2 separate regions of the Mus musculus genome follow, and region 1 is linked to region 2. The links are chromatin contacts, called in public Hi-C maps. All regions are on one chromosome and are shown on one strand. Each heading gives the region's core, a stretch centred on a gene start, on an enhancer-like site or on the middle of the called end of the contact. The rest is flanking DNA. Distances are from core to core; before and after follow the strand shown.

Region 1 (5,032 bases), core at 541-3,040, 97 kb before region 2:
GTCTGTATGAAATTCTTAAGAATAGAAAAATGAAAAAACAAGGGAATTGAATTGCAGGATAACTCAAAAAAACCCGGAGGACAGTCTTCAGTGCAATCTGCCATCAGACCTGCCCTGTGAGTAGAAACCCATAGCAGCTAGAAGAGACTAGTGGGGCATGAGTACTAAGAACCCAACAGGACCATTGCAGAGCAGGGAAGGATACCTCTTTGTACTCTTTACTGCTCTTCGGTTTATGAATTGAATTTTGTAGGAATGACAAGAGAGAGCCTGCAAGATGGCTCAGAGCATTTGTTAGCTTTCTCAATGAGCTTGGAGCCCACAGTCCTCAAAGTTCTCCTCAGACGTCCATCTGTGATACGGAGGGCGTACGACGGCGTGTGCGCATGTGCGTAAATCTTGCATCCACTGCTCCCTGTCTGCCCCATAAGAAGGATCATCTTTATGGTGATGAAATCCACCCATAATTCCAGGGCGAAGCTTACATGCTGACAGTGTCTGGTGGCGAGTGTGAAGTAGTGAATTTGGAGTTAGGTTATGCAGGGCTTGGAAGCCACATCCATATTGCAGTTCTTGCCACATCAAGTGGGAACCCCGGAATGGAAGCAGAGCTCGATCCTGCGTGAGCAGGGCTGTGCAATGGCCATGCTGCTCTGCCGCTTACTTCTGCTCTGGATCTTCAGGGCCGATCTCTATGCTGGGAACCCTTAGGAAGCACATGTGCGTACATTTTAAAAAGATCGATAGGAGCAGACAGTTGCAGAGCAGGGTGGGGCTTAGTGGCAGAGCACTTGCCTAGTGCATGCGAGGCTCTGGCTTCTAGCCCTTCTTTGAAAACCATAAAGTAATGGGGGGAGGTGGTCATACACCTTTAGTTCCAGCACTTGAGAGGCAGAGGCAGGCAGGTCGCCGAGTTTGAGGTTGGCTTGGTCTCTGGTCTACAGAGCAAGTTTCAGGATAGCCAGGGCTACACAGAAAAAACTTTTGTCTTGAAACAACCCCTGCCCACACACACTACCACACACACACACACACACACACACACACACACACACGAAAAGAAAAAAGAAAAGAATAAATAAAGTGGACGTGGTAGCATTCACCTGTAACCCACCTTTTTAGGAAGCTGGGCCTGGAAGATGACTTAACACCAGCAGACTGGGCAACACACCAAGAAACATCTCATCGGATAAAAGAATTAGATGTGGAGCCTTCAGCTGACTATGACGTTTTGAGATTGAGCCTCTTTTGTTAATAGCATTGATACTCTTAGGACAGAGAGGGAGAGGCCGTTTGTCACTTTCACTGTATAAAGATAGCAGAGGGCTTTCTCTGAGGGGACTGACACATGGTAGCATGCATTCACACACACACACACACACACACACACACGCACACAGATGCACACATGAACATGGATGCTCACGTGTGAGGTCAAGTCCTATCATCCCAAATAAGTCTGAATTCATTTATCTGAAGGCATGACAAACCTGAGCTACTGTCTTCTGAAACGTTGGGGGAAATTTTTAAAATCACTTTCTTTTCAGCTCTGAGTTGTAAGAAGTAACGGGCCGAATCCTGGTAGACAAGCAGAACAGCAGGAGACAGCAACCGTGTAACTGATTATAGAGACTCTCCTGGCATCGATGAGAAAAGACTCTCCCCTGTGCTGCCAAAGTCAAGGTCAAAGGTTCTACGTTAGGAAATCACAGGTGGTTGATTCTGCAGAAGCCGTCGCTCAATCAGTAGATCACTCGAGCTGCTTGCTGTCCCCTTTGCTTCTCTCTGTGGTTTCCCTCCCTCCCTCCTCCAAAGTCCAGTGTGAGTCTGCATCATGCTGTGTGCAGCACTGTGCTCTCCCTTACTGTCTGAAAGGAAGCCTGGCCTGCATTCTTATTAAAATTGAAAACAGATGAAAATTTGACAAAACATAAAACCATGTATCCTGCCCTCTAGTGTCTGTAAGTATCTATGGTCACTATGCAAATCCTTTCTTTCTTTCTTTCTTTCTTTCTTTCTTTCTTTCTTTCTTTCTTTCTTTCTTTCTTTCTTTCTTCCTTCCTTCCTTCCTTCCTTCCTTCCTTCCTTCCTTTCTTTTTTTTTTTCTTTTCCTTGTTCCTTGGCAGTATGTGAATTCTTAGATCTGAGGTATTAAAATATTTCTCTGGTGCAATTCTCTCACCTGAAAAAAAATTTCATCACTGATTTCCACATTTAGAAAAACTAAGTGGTTGGAATTATTTGTATATTTCTGAGACATGCCACTTTGATTGTCCCTTCTGTGGGACAATTCTTAGGTTCAGAAGGAGGTGCTAGGGTACCTGATGGCAGGGAGTCACTCTGACAAACTCACACAAGTCCATGTCTTTGTGTGAAGGGTAGATGTTCTTATCACACACTTGCTGGGCCGAGGTCAAATACTCATGAAGATGCTTGACGCAATGAAGACCTCATGGGGTCCCTTTAAAGTAAGAAATCAAAACAAAAATTTTTGAGAGGGGAAAACAATACCCTATTATGTAGACCTCAAACTGCTGATCCACCTGCCTGAGCTTCCCAAATACTGGGATTATAGGCATAGACTATCACACCATACCTCTTCATGTCAGCTTCTTCCTTCCTTCCTTCCTTCCTTCCTTCCTTCCTTCCTTCCTTCCTCCCTCCCTCCCTCCCTCCCTCCCTCCTTCCTTCCTTTTTCCCTCCCTCCTCCTCTCTCTTTCTCTCCCCACTTCCCTCTCTGTTTGTTTTTCTCTCTCTTTTTAAAAAGATTTATTTATTTTATGTATGTGAGTACACTGTAGCTGTCCTCAGACACACCAGAAGAGAGCATCAGATCCCATTACAGATGGTTGTGAGCCACCATGTGGTTGCTGGGAATTGAACTCAGGACCTCTGGCAGAGCCATCTCCCTTTTCTCTTTCTAACACATATATTAGAGAACATATTCAGTGCTTGGGTTAGAAGACAATCACTTTCCTGCCTAAGCCACGCCCCTAGCCCCGGTTCACACTCATTGGATAAGCTGACCTTTTTAATTCCAGCCTGTGGTGGTTTGAAAGAAAATCCCCCCCCCCCACCATAGGCCCATAGGGAGTGGCACTATGAGGAGGTGTGGCCTTGTTGGAATAGGTATGGCCTTGCTGGAGGAAGTGTGTTTCACTTGGGGTGGGCTTTGAGGTTTCAGAAGCTCAAGCCAGGCCCAGGGGCTCACTTTCTTTTCCTGCTGCCTGCCCAGCCAGATGTAGAGCTCTCTGCTTCTTCTCCAGCACCATGTCTCTCTGTGCTCTGCCATGCTTCCTGCCAATGGACTGAACCTCTTCCAACAGTGGACTGAAACTCTGAACATGTATGCCAATCTCAATGAAATGTTTTCCTTTTAAGAGTTGCTTTGGTCATGGCGTCTCTTCACAGCAGTAGAAACCCTAAGGCAAAGCTCCTTACAGGACATGTTTTACTGGGAACAGAAACTGCCCTTCTGAATCTCAAGTTCCTGGCAGGCCTTCAACAGGCCTTGCAAAACCAGAATTTCAACATAGCTCTCCTCTGGGCTTTATCTCGTAGCCTGGGTGAGTCTACACACACGTATCTCCTGGCTTTTAATACGGTAGCATTTCTGTGAGGGTGAGGGTAGGAAGAACTGGTTCTCTGCGTTCATACTCCAATCAAGTTTCATATAAACTCACTTTGCCTTTTGTCTTACGATGGTGTGAGTGTACCCAACTGGGATTCCAGAGCTAGGCACCTTTATTAAAGTGACACACGGAACAGGAGATGTGTGGCCTTGCACAGCTTTTGTCACATGGTAGATTTCTGCTGTAGTAAATATTATTTTGGATTTCTACCCCACTTAGACCATGTGATGGTTTGTATATGCTCTGCCCAAGGAGTGCTTAAAAGGTATGACCCTGTGAGAGTAGATGTGTCACTGTGGTTGTGGGTTATAAGGCCCTCATCCTAGCTGCCTAGAAGCCAGTATTCTGCTAGCAGCCTTCAGATGAAGATGTAGAACTCTCAGCTCCTCCTGCACCATGCCTGCCTGGATGCTGCCATGCTCCCATCTTGATGATAATGGACTGAACCTCTGAACCTGTAAGCCAGCCCCAAAGAAATGTTGTCCTCATAAGAGCGTCTGTTCACAGCAGGAAAACCCTAAGTAAGACAGGCCATATAGTTTCCAAATAGATTTATAGTAAGCTTAAAAGCACTAGAGCTGGGCTGATAGCAACTCTCTATGCTATTTTGTCTACTTCCCTGTGGTGATCCTCGAGATACCTGTCATCGGCCATGTTCCACTTGGGCCACCTCCTACTCCAACAGGCCAGCCCTCATGGCCACCAGTTCATGATCCACCTGCTCCATGGCCACGACTTTTTCCTGCTTCCTCTCTCTCCCTTATTGTCCTTGTCTGAGACCCCAAGCATGGGAACCTTTGGTCTCTTCTGCCCAACTCAAGCCGTAGGCATTTTTATTAACCAATCAGGGATAACTTGTCAAACAGGCAAGGTTTATATAACAAAAGCTGGTCTATGTTAGGATCTCCTAGTCAGGGCAACCAGATCTTAGAGGTCAGTATTTAGCATCTGAATACATAGTAGCACTAGATCAACCCCCTACAATCTTCTTAAAAAAAAAAAACAAACTATAAAAAGCAGACCCTCTTACATGGTAAAAGGTGTAATCAAGCCACTACATAAACTAGTAACATCATCATTATCAAGTACTACATGCTGTGTATGACAGCTTTACTCTTACATGAGCGGCTGTGCAGTGGTTTTGTCTTAATGGCATCACTACAAACTTGTGAGTTCCACGTTAGACTCTGGAGTGCTCAATGACCATGACATCACTAAGCAGCCATAATTTTATGCTCCTTTATGTTCTTATGGAACCACCGTTACATATTGGATCCATCACTGACCAAAATATTATAGGAGATACAGCTGTAGAGCCAAAGTGGCTTCAGAAGGAAGAGCAACCATGGAGCAGAAGCCTTCCTTCTTGTGGAGGGAGTCACAGAGAGGAGCGAACACTG
Region 2 (4,909 bases), core at 444-2,943:
GAAGCCCCAACTGGTAAGAAGGACACATGCTCCACTATGTTCATAGCAGCCTTATTTATAATAGCCAGAAACTGGAAAGAACCCAGATGCCCCTCAACAGAGGAATGGATACAGAAAATGTGGTACATCTACACAATGGAGTACTACTCAGCTATTAAAAAGAATGAATTTATGAAATTCCTAGCCAAATGGATGGACCTGGAGAGCATCATCCTGAGTGAGGTAACACAATCACAAAGGAACTCACACAATATGTACTCACTGATAAGTGGATACTAGCCCAAAACCTAGGATACCCACGATATAAGATACAATTTCCTAAACACATGAAACTCAAGAAAAATGAAGACTGAAGTGTGGACACTATGCCCCTCCTTAGAAGTGGGAACAAAACACCCATGGAAGGAGTTACAGAAACAAAGTTTGGAGCTGAGATGAAAGGATGGACCATGTAGAGACTGCCATAGCCAGGGATCCACCCCATAATCAGCATCCAAACGCTGACACCATTGCATATACTAGCAAGATTTTATCGAAAGGACCCAGATGTAGCTGTCTCTTGTGAGACTATGCCGGGGCCTAGCAAACACAGAAGTGGATGCTCACAGTCAGCTAATGGATGGATCACAGGGCTCCCAATGGAGGAGCTAGAGAAAGTACCCAAGGAGCTAAAGGGATCTTCAACCCTATAGGTGGAACAACATTATGAACTAACCAGTACCCCTGAGCTCTTGACTCTAGCTGCATATGTATCAAAAGATGGCCTAGTCGGCCATCACTGGAAAGAGAGGCCCATTGGACACGCAGACTTTGTGTGCCCCGGTACAGGGGAACGCCAGGGCCAAAGGGGGGGAGTGGGTGGGTAGGGGAGTGGGGGTGGGTGGGTAAGGGGGACTTTTGGTATAGCATTGGAAATGTAAATGAGCTAAATACCTAATAAAAAATGGAAAAAAAAAAAAAACAAAAAAAAAAAACAAAAAAAAACAAAAAAAAAAAAAAAAAAAAAAAAAAAAAAAAAAAGAAGCACTCTGCAAAGGGACAAAGCAGGAAGCCGCTGAGGCTGAGAAGGACGGACCAGGACAGCGCCCTCTAGTGGGACGTGGCTTCTAGATTAATAGGCCTGGCAGCAAGCTCGCTTTTGCTGGTTTTTAAAGCAGCAAAGGGTAATTTTCCCACGTGGATTTATGTTTGAAGATATCCCTAGAAGGTTTAAGCACAATTTCTGGTTGCTTTTAACAACTGGTAATCTCAACTCGGTATGCAATTCAAATGACGGCATTTTCTTTTTTTCAGAGAGCCAGATTAACTGAGCACTATATTCCAAATAGGCGTGTTGTAAAAGTAGTTTTTGCATTTTGGAGTAAAGTGTTTTAAAATATGCTTTTGTAATTAGATTATATTTAAAAAAACAAAACAAAACAAAAAACCTTATCTTTCCCACCTGGGCAGGGTTTAAACAAAGCCCAGGCAGTTTAAGGCTATTTTTAGTTCTGATTACTTATTCAGCTAAAATAATCCCAGGTTCAGCGGTTTATCTGGAGGAGGCACGACAGCTGGGCTCTCCCAGGCAGCCTCAGGTCAAAGCCTACGTCTTTATCAGGATCACGTGCTCTCCGCCTCCCCCGAGGACGGGAGGGAGAGCATACGAGGTGGCATGCTCTGTGACGCTAGTGTCGGTTTCACCAGCCTGGAGCCAGCAAAGTGGAGGAGAAACTGCTGATTCAGGGGCCTTCGATATGGCTGAGCTCACAGCAGGGAAAATAGGTCACTAATGACACGTGGCAAGAAGCCAAAAAAAAAAAAAAAAACCCAAAACAAAACAAAAAAACCCAGTGGCCAGGAGTTCTGAGAGGTCTGCCAAGGTCTGCCATGGGCAGGATCCATTGTCCTTGAATTCCAGAAAGAAAGCAGCGTGCTTTAATTTACTTAAAGTAGTCACAGGGCCACGGGACTCACGGGCTAAGACCATGATCTGGTCCCCCGTACACCGCGATGGCCCCAGAGTCCCTTCGCTTTGAGTTCTCAAGCTGAGACTATTGCTTGTTTTCCTCCGAGGCAGCAGGGGCAAAAGTGGCAATCTTAGCCTCCGTGCTTTCTTGTCCACTGAAGGGGTTCGCATCAGCGTGGCCTGAACCACGGCTGATCTTCGAGAAGCATCTCTCTGGTTCTAGGCAGAGGGTGTCCGGTGTGGTCCTTACGTGCTAAGACAGTGTTTTACTTTATCTTGGGGAGTGTCTCTCTGGACTGATGTGCCCTGGCTATGTTACTAGTTCTGTAGAAGAAGGAGGAGACGGAGAGAGAGGTTGGGAGTGTGTGGTGTAGACCCGGAGGTTCTTTCTCTCCCTTATCCCAGCCAACACCCCTGGAAGGATGCTAAATCAATTTTGTAGGAACAGCTCCAATACAGCAGGGTTGTCAGAGGAGCCCAAGGAAGCTCTTATCAGATGAGTTTCCAGGTCATGGTGCCATTGTTGGCAGAGGGACCACAGTTCAAGACACCCTGATCTAGGGTAGTCTTGGCCCTACCCACCTCATGAATAATTTCCACAATGCCTAGAACTTGCTCCACGGGTCAGTAATCACTTTAGAGTAAGACACATCTTGTTCATCTTTAATTTCCAGGCTCCATCAGTGCCCAGCACAGAGACAGAACGCAGAGCGCAGCGGTGGATCGCATTAGCCAGTGACTAAACCCTCTCGTGTGATAGTCTATCAGCAAATAAGATGGGTCGCAGAGCTGCTCTTCTCTAGGGCAGGGATTAGCCCACGTGGGATATTGATTTCCTTGACGGCCACTGATGAAATTGCTAAAATTAACATTAGAAATGACAGCGTGTCGAGATAAAAAGCTGGGTGGTATGATGTCATCAGAAGTGCCGGGGTTGAGGAAGAAGTCAGGCTGATTTTGGGAAAAATAAGCCTATCAAGTGGAGGGGAAGTGTACATACTATTTGTGATAAGGGACACCCTTTGTGAGTAGAGCATAATTAACACAGAGACCTGGGTGGGGGCATCGAGACATGGCTACATAGGTAGACAGGCAAACACAGGGATCTCATTGTGTATCCTCATCAGACATGTAAAAAGCCAGGCATAAGGGCCTGTAATACTAGTGCTGGAGATCTGGGAATGGGGATGGTCCCTGGGGCTATTGCTGAGCCCTTACTCTTATCCAGTTGATGAGCTCCAGGTGAACCTCTGTCTCAACAAATAGGGTGGACAGTGGTAGAGAAAGACACCAGATGTTAACCTCTGTCTTACACACACACACACACACACACACACACACACACGATTGTCTGAAAGCTTCCCAGTGGAGGAGACCCCATGTGGGATCTTACAGAACTGGGCAATGACGCACGGGAGATTATTCAGCCTGGGGACTGGACACAGCAGTCCAGTGTCGCTTATGTGTTCCGAGGAGACCAGCTCTGGAGTCTCCCCAGTCTGCTGGTTTTATTTGGATGGGTACAAGGGAAGATGGGCTGAGGACCTGCCCCTTCCCATCCAGCCACTGTTGCTTGTGTGACCCTCATTCATCCCATCATGCTTTGCTCTACCAATACAGTCTGCCCAGCAGTCCTCTGACGTTGACCTGGCCCCCTCCGGCTTTTATCTTCTTCCTCATGCCTTCTGCTTGCGACGTCTCTCTGCCCTTCAATCATCCCAGGCCTGGATGACTCAGGCTTTCCAGCTGCAATTTTGATTAGCAGTCATATCTCCCGGGTGGAGCCTTTGGGTGTCTTCCCTCCACTCCTAACGACTCTGAATAGTGCTATCCTTTGCTCGGTTGTCAGCACAAGAGGGTTCAAGCCAACAGTTTGGCTGTGGGAAGTTGATGTTCTCATCCACGGAGTCCACCAGAGAGAATCAGACAATCCAGTGACAGAACACAATGTTTCGTGTTTATTGTTTAATGTTTCATGTTTGTCGTTTTGTACCAGACTGCCTCGTTACTTGCCAAGGTCACGAGTGGTTCCCTGAGGCCTGTGGGTCTCGGGTTGGACATGTCCCATTGTGTCCCTGTAGCATGCAGGAAGTAATGTGGTCACCGGAAATGGACATGAGAGACTGTTGTCCTTAGGTCACTGGCCAGCCAGAGGCTGGTGAAAAACAAGTAGCTAGCTGAACTCCTACAAGGAGCTTGCAGCACTGTGGAACCCTGAAAGGCATCTGAAGCCCACCGGATACCTCAAGAAAGGCTTTTGGATGAAGTAGCACTTTACTCATGAGGCTGATGAGAGACAGGAGGAAGGTGAAGCAGGGAGGGACAGGCTCTTTTGGGAAGGTTGTTATGTGTGTGTGTGTGTGTGTGTGTGTGTGTGTGTGATTGACAGCCGACTGTAGATCTTGGGGGTTGGTGCTTCTTTATATATCAGTCTAGCCCTGATTGGTAGCACAGCACCTGCCACGTTTATGCTGACTAGCAAGGGTTCGAACAATCCCAGAAGGTGACGATTCTTAGAAGGTGGAGGTTTCCACTTGGTCCTACCTCTGATGTGCTGCCTCAGTTGGCCAGGAGACAGGAAAGTTGCGTGGGTTCTATGTGTAGCCGTCCTTCTTAAGCCTGGTGTGGCTGCTGATGTGGTTCCCACGTGCAACAACACGCTCCAACTCACTGCTTCAAAAAAACGAGCGTGTGGCGAGCGTTGGACCCAGCAGACGACTGACAAGCCTTTGACAAGCAAGGCTTGAACGGCTAGAACCGATGGCGAGTTTGAGCACTGCTCAGATCCTCAGCCAGTCAAATGGTGGTTTTTCAGAAACAGACCTCTTGCATTTCTCTCATGATTGGATAAAACCTGAGTCTCCTCGCTGCCTTCCCCAGCTGCCTTTCTAAGCGTGCCCTGCAGTGTTTTGGAGCCGGGAGGTGGTTCCGCAGGCCCACACAGCTGCCCACACTCTGTCA

Evidence for each region. Hi-C and Micro-C count contacts between places; a contact is called where the count stands out from the background.
Region 1: a contact with region 2 is called in a Hi-C map of liver, with 3 times the contacts expected there. The contact joins two enhancer-like sites. A contact is called at or near these places in 1 of 39 promoter capture datasets (hippocampal neurons), 1 of 15 datasets of contacts at CTCF or cohesin (embryonic stem cells), 24 of 484 Hi-C or Micro-C datasets (the HPC-7 cell line, embryonic stem cells, induced pluripotent stem cells and 3 more), 1 of 115 datasets of contacts at active chromatin or transcription factors (embryonic stem cells) and 1 of 9 other capture datasets (embryonic stem cells).

The regions. Positions count from the first base shown.
Region 1 is chr10:119,158,864-119,163,895 of GRCm38.p6, reverse strand. No RefSeq gene overlaps it. Among named protein-coding and RNA genes, the nearest start is that of Gm34045, 21 kb to the right of the region's middle. Within about 2 kb of position 1,790, at least 32 of the 459 cell types and tissues checked have an H3K27ac peak or open chromatin away from gene starts, as enhancers often do. A contact at or near this core is called in liver, muscle stem cells and rod photoreceptor, where this site is marked.
Region 2 is chr10:119,062,360-119,067,268 of GRCm38.p6, reverse strand. No RefSeq gene overlaps it. Among named protein-coding and RNA genes, the nearest start is that of Gm33861, 11 kb to the left of the region's middle. Within about 2 kb of position 1,693, at least 142 of the 459 cell types and tissues checked have an H3K27ac peak or open chromatin away from gene starts, as enhancers often do. A contact at or near this core is called in liver, muscle stem cells and rod photoreceptor, where this site is marked.